Linked DNA regions of Mus musculus: regions 1 and 2 are each linked to region 3. Evidence: chromatin contacts called from public promoter capture Hi-C data. All regions are on one chromosome and are shown on one strand. Each heading gives the region's core, a stretch centred on a gene start, on an enhancer-like site or on the middle of the called end of the contact. The rest is flanking DNA. Distances are from core to core; before and after follow the strand shown.

What was found. Promoter capture Hi-C pulls out the DNA fragments that hold promoters and counts their contacts.
Region 1: a contact with region 3 is called in a promoter capture Hi-C map of pre-B cells. The contact joins the promoter of Macroh2a1 here to the promoter of Tut7 in region 3.
Region 2: a promoter capture Hi-C map of pre-B cells shows a contact between it and region 3. The contact joins the promoter of Smad5 here to the promoter of Tut7 in region 3. A contact is called at or near these places in 2 of 39 promoter capture datasets (liver and pre-B cells).

What each region holds. Positions count from the first base shown.
Region 1 is chr13:56,133,508-56,137,534 of GRCm38.p6, reverse strand. Macroh2a1 (macroH2A.1 histone) reads left to right here and starts at 1,985. Exons shown (of 9, transcript NM_001159513.1): 1 at 1,985-2,189.
Region 2 is chr13:56,700,861-56,704,713 of GRCm38.p6, reverse strand. It overlaps Smad5 (SMAD family member 5), which reads right to left and starts at 1,704. Exons shown (of 7, transcript NM_008541.3): 1 at 1,583-1,704.
Region 3 is chr13:59,821,412-59,825,109 of GRCm38.p6, reverse strand. Tut7 (terminal uridylyl transferase 7) reads left to right here and starts at 2,000. Exons shown (of 27, transcript NM_001373962.1): 1 at 2,000-2,477; 2 at 3,000-3,550. The coding sequence starts at 3,031.

The DNA of each region.
Region 1 (4,027 bases), core at 736-3,235, 3.7 Mb after region 3:
GAACCATATTAAAGGGTCACAGCATCAGGAAGCTCTAGGGGCTCACAGTTGAAAGAGTTTGCCTGGAGTCTCAAGGTTTTAGACTTGAAAGTTTGAACAACGTTGAAAATAACCAAGACCACTGAAACTCTTGAGATGATCCTGAGCCTTTAGGACCCACGAGCAGATATCATGGCTCGAAAATGAAATGCCCACCTTTACCTCAAGTTCACTGAAGACATGGTCTTTAGCTGGTTACACTACTTGAGGACATCTTGGAAACTTTAGGATGCGAGCCCTAGTGGGAGGAGTTAGGTTACAGAGGGTCCATCACTGGAGTATATATTGTCCTGACTCCCTCCCTTAGCTTCCTGTTTGCCATGAGGTGAGTAGCCTCTGTCACTCTGCCATTTTGATGCTCTGCTCTCCAATATGGCCTAGTCATTAGAGCCATGGACTATGGGTTAAAACCTGAAACTTAGTCAAAAATAAAAACATTTCTCTTTTAAATTGTTCCTTTAATTTGCTACAGTGACAAGAAGTCCAGCCATTTCCCCTCCATTTTCTGGACTTCATTTTCATACTCCAGCCCATAATAGTTTTGGAGTTTCATGTTTGGAGTACTCCTCCTCAGTACCCGTTCCATGGCTTGCTTGCTCCCTCTACTCCCTCAGGCCTTTCCAGAAATGTTTCTTTCTTACTGAAACTCGCTCTTTTTAAAAGGTTAGATGGACTTACTTTATTCTGTGTGTTTGAGTGTTTTGCCTACTTGTGTGTATGTGCACCCCGTGGTGCCTGATATTCATGGATGTCAGAAGAGTGCACTGGAGCCCCCCCCCCCCCCCCAGTGGAGTTATCAGGACCACACAAATGAATCCTGGGAACAGAATCCTGGCCCTCTGCAAGAGCACGAAGTGCTGTTATACACGGAGCCATCCATCTCTTCAGCCTCAAGACTACCAAATACACCCCTGCTTACCTTTCCTAGGATTTTTTTTTCCTACCTTGTTTCCTCTGAGAATTTATACTCTGTAATGTGTGATTCCTTTGTCTCTTGCCTTTCTTTTCCCACCAGACTGTAAGCTCCAGGAAAGCGGGATGGGGGTAGGGTGGAGTGGGGTGGGGTGGGAGTTGCCAGTTCTGTTCACCATTTCACAACTACACTCAAGTTTATGCATGGTGTGCAGAATGTCCCAGATATTTACTTGAAATAATGAATGCATGGGCCAGGGGCTTTAGACAATGCTTTTTGTGTCTATAAAATGCGCTAGGGTTGGAGAGATGGCCCAGCTGTTAAAGGGTCACAAACCAAAAACCTGCTAATATTCTAGTGTAGCCTGGGCCTGAAGGAGAGTCTTTAGTTTTGTGGATAGATGTTGCTGCCCTTTCTCTGGCTGACACCCACCCCACCACCTTAATATGTAATAAAAGTATCAACTGTTTAAATCAGTAAGTCTCCACTTGGAGCCAGTAGTCAACAAACGTTTGCTTGGTGGAGGTAGCTAACCGATTCCACGAGCAAAGCAAGACCAGACTTTGAGGCCAGCTCTGTAGAATCCCACTGATCAAGGGAGTTGAGCTACGGTAGCTGATCTTGGGGCACACAGCTGCCTTGTATTTAAAAAGTCAGGAGGCTGGATTGAGGCGCGGAGTTGGTGCTGACCGGGCAGAAGAAGATCCCTGGTCACAGCAATTGTTCTACCCTCCCTCTTTGTGGACGAGGCTACTGGGGACAAGGGGACACCAGACACACAGTAGGTGCTCACAGCAGACGCTTGCAGAGCCGCGCTACCTACAGGCACCTTTCTGAGGCCGGACCCCTGCAGCTCCCGCGCGCAGACCGATGCCTGGGGGCGGGGGGGGGGGGCGGCGCAGAGCACCAAGGCCTGGGTACAACCGAGGCTGGCGTCGTTGGCGTCCGCGGCCCGAGGCAGGCCGGGGTCAAGGCCGGGGCGCCGAGTGGCGCGGGGAGGGGTGGCCGGACGCGCGAGGCCGGGAAGGGATGTGACGAGCGGCGCGCTGTGCATTGTGGGAATCCCGGGGCCGCCGCGAGTGGTTCCAGTTCACTGGTTCCAGCGGAGCCGGGCGGAGGGCGCGAGCGCGGGACGCGCGGGCGGGAAGCGAGGAGGCGTGGGCGGCCAGGCAGGAGTGCGGAGCGGACCGGCGCAAGCGGCCGACCGGCCTCGGGCCCCTCACCGTGCAGCCGCCCGGTAAGTGCCGCGCGGGCCTCGGAGCCGCAGGCTGCCGGTCCGCCCCGTCTGGGCCCCGCGCGCCCGACTGCTGCCGCGCGCGGGGCACTGCCTGGCGCCCGGGAAGCTCCGGCGGTTACCCTCGGACCTCGGGCCGCCCGGAGTCCGCCAAGGCCCTGCCCGGGGCAGCGTGCGGGTCCGGATGGTTTTGTTCGGAAAGCAAACCCGGAAACCAACTTCGCTCGGAGACGCACCCCTACCCCCGCCGGGGCGCTTTGTGGGCAAGGGGCTGATCGGGTCTCCCCCTCTGCCCGGGAGGGAGAGCCAGGGATGGCGTGGGCCCGAGGGCACCGAGGCCCGGAGGCCGTGACCAGCCGTTCCGCCCGGGCCCGGAGCTGCTGTGCTCAGAGTTTACTTGCTCGTGCGCCGCCGGCCCGCGCGTGCCCTCCCGGGCACAATAAAGTGGGGCGCGAGCCACAGGCCGTTGTGAGGCCGGCTGGTGGGGCACCCGCCGCGAGGCCTGAGCAGGCGAGGCCTGGGGACCACTCGCGGACGGAATCCCAGGCCGGGGCGGGCTGGAGAGGAGCTATGGAAGCCCCGCGGCTCTCGCTCGCCTTTTGTTTGCTTTGTGCTGGGGAGGTGTTATTTTTAAGGTGACTCTGGAAGACTGGAGGCTCCCCGCGCGCAGAGGGACAGCTGAGAGTCTCTGGGGGTGGGGTGAGTAGAGATGGGAGGCGCGGGATGCTGCTGACGGTGTCACCTGACAACAGGTGTGCAAGATGCTGAGCCCAGCGCCCACTCCTGCAGAGACCACCGATATCTCACTGCTGGGCAGAAGATTGCTTGAAAGAGTCTTTGAAGAAATGCAGGGGAAAGTGTTTTCTAGGTTTGACGGTGTAACTTTTGAACAAGCAGTTGAGGCAGATCTCGTCTCCAACAATTACAATCATTATGAAGTCTTTGTAAGATTTTAACGATCTAATAAAACAGCTTAGAAGAATAGACAATTAGAGGGGTTCTCCTCTTCGGTTTCCCTCTTGCTGACACCTCTGTGGTTTGAGGTTTTACTGTTAAAAGAGAGGAAGTGTTTTGTTTGTAGACACTGCAGCATGGAGTCCCAGTTTTGAAAGTCTGTGCTGGAGTGGAAGACAAAAGTCCAAACCCAACTAAATTTCCTGTAGGTTCACCTTAAGGTGTGCAGTCAAAGTTGCGGTTAGTTCTGAAATGGACACCCTCATACTCGCTACTGGAGTTACTACAGCTTGTCCACAATTGACCAATTGAGCAACAGCAACTGGGCTTACACACAACCTCTGACTCGATCAACCTTTTCAACTTGTGGGGATTTTTTCCCCTTAAGGATGAGGAGTCTCCCGAGATTTTAAACTTTCCCTCTTTCTCATTTTGCTACGAGCTAGGTCATAGTTTTCACCAGGAAGGGAGAGCTCACACTGTATCACACTGAGATTGGTCTGGAAATTCACATATGATAACTTCCTTACTGGCTTACTTTCTACTACGTGGGCCAGCTTTAGGGAGTGGTACAGTTCAGTCTGCCATTTTCTCAGGTCCTAGAAAGCCATTTCTGCCTCCCCTAGGGACAAGCTTGGAGCTGATGGTGCCCCAAGTCGATGAAAGATTTATTTAAAGAGAGAAACTACTAATCTGTATGTGATGTTCAGAGGTTTGCAGTAGCCTTTGGCTTTTGATGGGCTTTTCAGAGCCCATTAATGAAATATGAAATGGGAAGGGGTGGGGCTGAGGTGGACCCTTACCTGTTAAACCCACCACCTTCGTTCTGTAGGCTTAGGGGCGGGGGCTCCTGCTACAGCTCCTGTAAGTGCAGCTAAGTGGGCCAA
Region 2 (3,853 bases), core at 455-2,954, 3.1 Mb after region 3:
TATGTACAAACCTTATATAGGTTAGATTTTGATAGACCAATTCTTCTAAGTTGTTTTGGAATTTTATAATTTCTGGGGTTCATTTTAGAGGGGGAAAATGTTACCAAAAAGGGTAAAAGGAATAATGTGATTTGTTACTACTGCTACTAACCTCATCTGGATCATAAGCTCTGATAGAGCAGTTGAGTGTGAAACCGTCCTGCTCCATGGAGGAACTGTTTCCATACAACAGGCATTATGGGCTGGCATCTAGCAGAAACCCTCAACTACTACTCTAAGCGTTTCTAAACCTACTGGGTTTTCAACTTTAACGGTAACTCCCATACACTAAGAAAATCCAAGCACTCTTTGTTTAAAAAAGAAACACACAGCCAGAGTTGGTGATGGCTCACCCCTGTAATCCCAGCACTTGGAAGCTGAGGCAGGAGGATTGGCCAGAGTTCAAGGTCTGCCTAGCAAAACCCTGTCAGAAAGAAAAGAAATCACATGTACCCTTTCGCTTAGCCTCTGTCAAAGCAACCAACAAATTCCATTGATCGCCCAGTGTCCGTTGCTAGGTAGGCATACACTTGATAGTGCTAGGCAACAGGCATGATGTGATCAACTCCACCAGACTTCAAAACTTTTTCCACAGAAAGATAAACAAGATATACTTAGCACCACACCCATCTAAACGCAGCAGCAGCCAGAAATACCCACCCCCCACCCCCCTCCAGCTGCTCAGGAAACACTGTCTTTTACGATCAAGATAAAGATCTAGCCTACAGTGTTCGGCCGTTCCTGCCTTCCAGGTTGGCCGGGACTCCTTTCGCCGGGGCCATCACAAACCGGACACACACACACACACACACACACACACACACAGAGACACGCTTCGGATCGCTGGCACACCTCCAAATACCTCGACCATCCCCGCCAGCTCCTTCTGCAACCGAAAAGTCCGGGCCACTGAGCATGCTCTGACCCTAAGACGGCCGCCACCGGGGAAGTTCCCAGAGCTTAGGGTTCCCGGCTCGGCGCAGCCAGAAGCGCAGAGGAGAAAGGGCAGGGGGAGGGGATGGAGTCTGAACTTGGGCACGCATGCCCAAGGGAACCACCGGGACCGGGGCAGAGACAAAAGCTGCTTCGCTTCCTCACACAAAGTTTAGCGCAGCGAGGGAGCCTCTGCGACGTCCGGAGAGTGACGGGCGGGCGAGCGGGCGGGCGGGCGGGCGGGCGGGCGCAGGGGCGGGTCGCCGCCAGCCGGCTGGCCGGAGTGTAATTCCCACCGATAAGCGCGGATCCTTATCTCCCAGACACAAAGCGGCGGGGCGCGCGCTCGGCCTAGGCCGCCTGCGCGGCTCCGCGCGCGGGCCCGGGCGTCGGTGGCGCGCCGAGGTGGCAGCGGCCTCGTCCGCGCCGGCCTCGTCGGCCGCGCGGGGCCTCCTTAGCACCGGGGCCTCCCGCGCTGCGCGGAGCCCCGTCCCGTGCCGTCAGGTCCCGCGTGGGGAGCCTCTAGGCCTCCAGCCTCACGCGGGCCGCTGCCGCCGGCGCTTGTCCCTCCGCCGGGCCCCGAGCGCCCGCCCTGGGGCCCCTCACTCACCTCCCCGCCGCCCAGGCGCGCTCTCCTCACGCCGTCGCCGCGCTGTGCACGCGCCGCAACTTTATTAGCAGCTCGGCCCCGGGACAAGCGCTCGGCGCCCGCTCGCCGGGGACCCGGATGATGAGGGGGAGGGGGGGCGGCGGCGGAGGGCCGCGGCGGCCGGCGCATGCGCGTCGGGAGTGGCCGAGGCCTGGCTTCTGCTGTCCGCAGCGAGCCTGGAAGTGGCACTTGGGTTAGCCAAGCTCACCCGCCTTATAGCGAAACGGTCGTCCTCGCTCTGGAGAGCTGGAGACCTTTCTAGCCAATCTAAAGCGTTAAAAAGTATCTTCAGCTACAACTTCGCCGTTTTCATTGATTTGTAATAGAAACCCTAAGAGACAGAGACCTCTGGCTGAGCATCAGATACCACACAGCTTACTAGATGTAGCCTTAATATTGCTCCCAAAGGGGGAAAATCCTCTGCAGGTGGAGATAGTGCTGAACCCGGAGCTGAGGACGAGTGGCCATTTCTCAGGACACAGTCCCAGCTGTTCACGGGACACCGCCCCACATCTGGAAGCCGGGAGCGCCTTGAGCTCTCAGGCTTCAGCAAGTGGAGGCTTAGAGGTGCTCGAGCTGTCTTACAGGGTAGCTCTGTACTAATCCGGCTGTCTGGCTTCTCTTCCCCTCCAAACGGTCAGCTTGGACAGCAAGGGAAAGCTTTTTAAAATAGTTTCGTGTTTATTTTTAAAGGTCTTTAAAACTGATCCCCCCCCCCCCCACACACACACACCGGTTTTCTTTTTGAGTAAATTGGAACTATTTTTAACCTTTCCCAGTCAATCCCATCCTCCAATATCAATTCTGTAGATCCCTAATTCTGACAGTTTCTCCTCACTTTTATTACCACCTCCTCCGCCTGAACCAGGGTCACCTCACTTGACACACAAATGCGGCGGTTTCCATGTTTCTCCAGACTCCAACGGCTTGTTTCTATTTGGAAGAGATTAAATAAATGCCGTGAGGAGGCGTTTATGGAAGCAGCCATGTCAAAGGGTGATAGGTGAGAATCCGGCCAGAGCTGGGGAACTAGAGAGAGAGCACCAAGGGAAGGCAGCAGCTGTGACTGCAGCCAACCATCCGCAGGAAGAAATGTGGCAGTGTCCGCCCATTATTGGCAGATCTTCTGGCTTTTCGAAGAAAGTTGGAAATGCATCTTTTTCTATACTAAAAGGAAATCACACATTTATCTGATCAGCTGCCTCTTTGTCTCTTTCCTGGGCTCCCTGACCTGCCCTCCCCTTCTCTTTTTTAGACATTGAGAAGACTCACCCTGGTACAAGCCAAACAAAACAAGCCCATGGTCCCAATATAGCCTACAGGCCATCAGTGTGCAATCTCAGGTCTCCATCTTAAACTTCTTTACTACATCATAAACTCTGCGCAGGAGGACTCTGTATGCGCCAACACTGCCTGGCTTACTGATTCCTGGCTGTTAAGTCTTTGCTGTTACCGGCCCTTGGAAGGCATGGCTTCTGGAGCCTGGCATGGATTTACAACTCCCAGACGTACCTATAACCCTACTGAAAGAATGCCCTTTTTTCGGAACTGATGTTTGCAGCCGACTTTGCTTAATATTGTGTGTATCAGCGCCGTTCCTCACTTCAAGAAACTATTAAAAATCATTTCACAAATTGTGTGCATATTTGTAAGAACACTTCGTGAGTACTGGGGTCCTGTCCCGAACCGTGGGTATAATCCTAAAAGCAAGTATTTCACTTCCTCAACTGTGTATCTGCACACTGGGCAAATTAACTTGAGACTCCAGGCTCTCGGGTGGCTTTGTACATTCAGGCCAGGCCCTCAGTTACAAGAGATAATAACACAGAAAGGAAGCATGGGGGCTTTAGCAGCCAGTAGGACTCTTCCAGAGAATTGAGAAGTAACCTAAACTTCACAGGATGTAGAACTCAGAGGGCCCAGTATACAGTTGTCAAAGATTACTGTCAGGCTTGCCAGAGGCATAAAGAAGTCTTGCTTAGGGTAATCAACTGAATCTAAGAACAAATGTGGCACAGTGTGATCTGACCAGATGATACATGATGCATGCAGTGGGAATCAAGATCTGTAAATATATATCATAAGTAATATAAATAATATAAATATATAACTATATAGAGAAATATGATAAATAATATAGATATAAAGTATATATATCTATATATACACATACATAATTTCAAGATTTCTGGATCATTAAGCCCTGCAGTTGTCAGCCAGGAAACACAGTCC
Region 3 (3,698 bases), core at 751-3,250:
ATAGGAAAAGACTACGGATATATATTGAAGAGAATGCATATAAAATATTCTAAATCCTTAGAACAGTGTGTGCTGTGTACTTCCTCTAGGGTTCTAGGAACCAAGGACTTACCTAAGCCAGGACTTCAGAGATTACTCACCTGGGTGTGGTGACGCGGCTTTGGCCCATCATAAATATAATGATGCATCGTCAGCTCCCTTTGGACTCGATGAAATGCCACTGTCTGCCTGGCAAACAGATTATTAGTTTGGCTCCGATGAATTTTCAGAACAAAAGACATCTACATAAGAGGCTATCACAAATGTTTTAAGAGTATGTTTCAAGTCACACAGAGCTGCTAAGAACACATGCTTCCCGCTGGTGAAGGTTTGGATTTCAATCAGGTCTCCTTAAGGGCCAAGCTTTGCCATTGGTTTTTCCCCTAGAGTACTTTCTAATGTACCTTCGTCCTTTCTGAAGGGTGTGTGTGTGTCCTTGTGTGTGTGTGTGTCTGTGTGTGGGCATGCAGGTGCTGGTGGAGTCCACTCGTGTCAGATCCCCTAGGAGACCAGTTATAGACAGCTGTGAGCAACCACCTTGGGTGATGGGAAGTGAAATTTGCTCCTCTGTAAAAGTAGCAAATCTTCTCACCCATTCCCTCAGCCCCCTCATTCTCTTAATACGTCTACATTGCTTGGTGGTCAGAGTCTGATACATGGAACTTTTACTGTCAGTGACAGGAACTCTCAAGTTATATTCAGAACAGCTACTAGCTGTGGGACCCTAGAGAAAGATGGCTTTCTGGGAAGGCTTGTCTGGCCTCAGTGGGAGAGGATGTGCCTTATGATACCAGGGTTGGGCAATGAAGTGGGGGGGGGACACCCTCTCAGAGGTGAAAGGAGGGGTCCTGGGGAAAGGAAGGGGGAGGGGGGAACCAGGATGCAGCATTTGGAATGTAAATACTTTTTTTTTTTTCCGAGACAGGGTTTCTCTGTGTAGCCCTGGCTGTCTTGGAACTCACTCTGTAGACCAGGCTAGCCTTGAACTCAGAAATCCCCAAACCCACACAGCAAGAGGAAACTGACAAAACAAGTTGGTTGTAGAATATCAACCATTTAGCTATGTCTCTTTTGCTTTTTAAATTTCAATTGTATTCCTTTCTTCCTGAACTAGTAGGATTGAGTTAGTATTTATTTACAGTTTTAAAGACAGTTTCTTGGAATAGCAAAGGCTGTATGCATTCTTCACTTTAAGACTGTTGGCTAAAGAACCCAATGGATTTAAATTTATACTTTGTAGAGGTAGAAATGAAAACTGCCTTATTTTTTCCAGCACTTCTATTCATTAGTTGCTTGAGGCTTTCAAGGCATGTAGGACACTTTAGATAACAATGAATGTTCAATTAGAAAAAAAAAAAGCAACTCTGTGTTGTTTGCTAAGTTTTTGTTTTTTGTTTTTTTGAGACAGGGTTTCTCTGTGTAGACGTAGCTGTCCTGGAACTCACTCTGTAGACCAGGCTGGCCTCGAACTCAGAAATCTGCCTCCCTCCAAGTGGGATTAAAGGCATGTGCCACCACTCTCCGGCTGTTTGCTAGTTCTTAAAGAAAAAAAAAAGTTGAATCTCTTTCTACCCCCAGGTCGAGCTTAATCCAGAGGTTTAGGCCGCTGAACTTCCTTCAAGGTCGTTCACAAGGCCCTCACTGAAACTTGGAGCCACTCGGAATTATAAAAAGACCCAGCTTCCCGAGCAGCCACAGAGGGGCGTCGGGGGAACCCGAAAGCACTGGGCGACGGATCTCGCAGGTAGCTAGGGAGCAACCCCGGACCTCTGCGCCCGCACCCGCGGCGCGCCCCCGGCGCTGGGAGGAACCTGGGCGGCGCGCGCTTCCGGTGCGCGCTTCCGGCCAGCCGCGGAGCGCGGGGCGGGGACACCGCAGTCTTCCAATCGCGCACAATGAGACGGCGCTGAGCGCCGGAAGTGGGGCTGAAGGAAAACACGGTGAGGAGCCGGGCCCGGACAGGAAGCGGCGGGGGACCGCAGCGGCGCTGGTGAGTGCTCCGGGGCGCCGTCTCGTCGCGTCCCTCCGGGACTCGCCTCCGGGCTGGGCCCGTGGGTTCCCCCCGCCCCCAGAAGCGTATCTGCCCGGCCCCGAGGTACGTTGGCGCCGTCCTTCTCCGGCCGCCTCGGCCCGGCTGTGCGCCCGGAGCCCTCGGGTTCGAGTCCGCGTCTTCACTTTGTGTCGGGGCTCCGGCCCTGGTCCGGGGAACCCCGGAACCCTGTCAATGGCCGGGCGCTTCCTGCTTCCTATTCCCCACGGCGGCTTCGTGGCCAGTAGCGCGGAACCGCCTCCTCCTTCGCCTGGGGACTCCGCTGGTGGAAACTGAGGCACACAGGGGTGGGGCAGCCGAATGGGGAAGGAAAAGGAGTGTCATCCTGCGGAGGATTGTGGTTGGTGACGAAACTGGACTTGTCTGGGGCTGGGGACTGAGAAGTCGGGTAAGTCAGCTGGCGTTGTCCCTTGGTCGGAAGCCTGGACCCTTAGAGCGGTACCTTAGTGGGAAGTGCTGTCCCTTCGCCCAGCGGTCGCGCCGGGTTGAAAAGCGAAGCTTAGAGTGGGGGCTGATCGAAACTGAAATCTGCTCACATAGTTTCGGCTACTTTGATACCTAAAAGTAATTGCCAACTTTAAAAAAAAGAAATAGATTTGGGAGTTTTGTAACAGTGTTGACTTAGGATGTTTACTTTGAAGAGAGGTGCTTTCGTTACATAGAAGTTACTTCTTTAGTTTCTGAGACTATAGAAGTGTCTTCAGATTTAGTCTTTGTATTAAATAAGGACCAGTTTTTATGAACACTGTAACTTCTGGAATGCATTAATTATTAGGAATGTGGTAACAATTTAATTTTTAAATGGGGGAAGATAAAGGCTTCAGGGCACCCGTGTGTTACTTTGAGTATTTGGTATGATATTATTTTACAATTTTGTTTTGTTCCCCCCTCCCCCAATGCCTTCTTTCAGGTACAAAGTAAGAAAGTTGAAGTCAAAGACCATGGGAGATACAGCAAAACCTTACTTTGTGAAGCGCACTAAAGACCGTGGAATTATTGATGATGATGATTTCAGAAGGGGCCATCCCCAACAAGATTATTTAATAATGGATGATTATGCTAAAGGCCATAGCAGTAAAATGGAAAAGGGCCTTCCAAAAAAGAAGATATCACCCGGGAACTATGGGAACACCCCCAGGAAAGGACTGTATGGGGTTTCCAGCAATCCATATGCATTTAAAAACCCAATTTACAGTCAGCCTGCTTGGATGAATGATAACCACAAAGATCAAAATAAAAAATGGCTATCTGATGAACTCGCTGGTAATGCAGACAGCTGGAGAGAGTTCAAGCCCGGACCTAGGATTCCTGTCATAAGCCGCTCAAGGAAGGAATCCTTTCAGGAAAGTGACGATGCCTACAGGTGGCAGGAGGGGAGAGGCTGCAGAGCTGTGAGAAGGCTGTTTCAGAAAGACCTCAGCAGCCTAGAAGCCATGTCAGAAATGGAAGCAGGAAGTCCTGGTATGCCTCAAGTCTCTAGACTGTGTGTCTGTGCTATTTTCTTCATCCAAATAAGTGTTGTTCTTTTCAGTCATGAGCCCTTTAATGTGAGTGTGTTAGTGTTTGCAGTATAATTGCGCAGCCTCAACATATTTCATGCATTGGACCA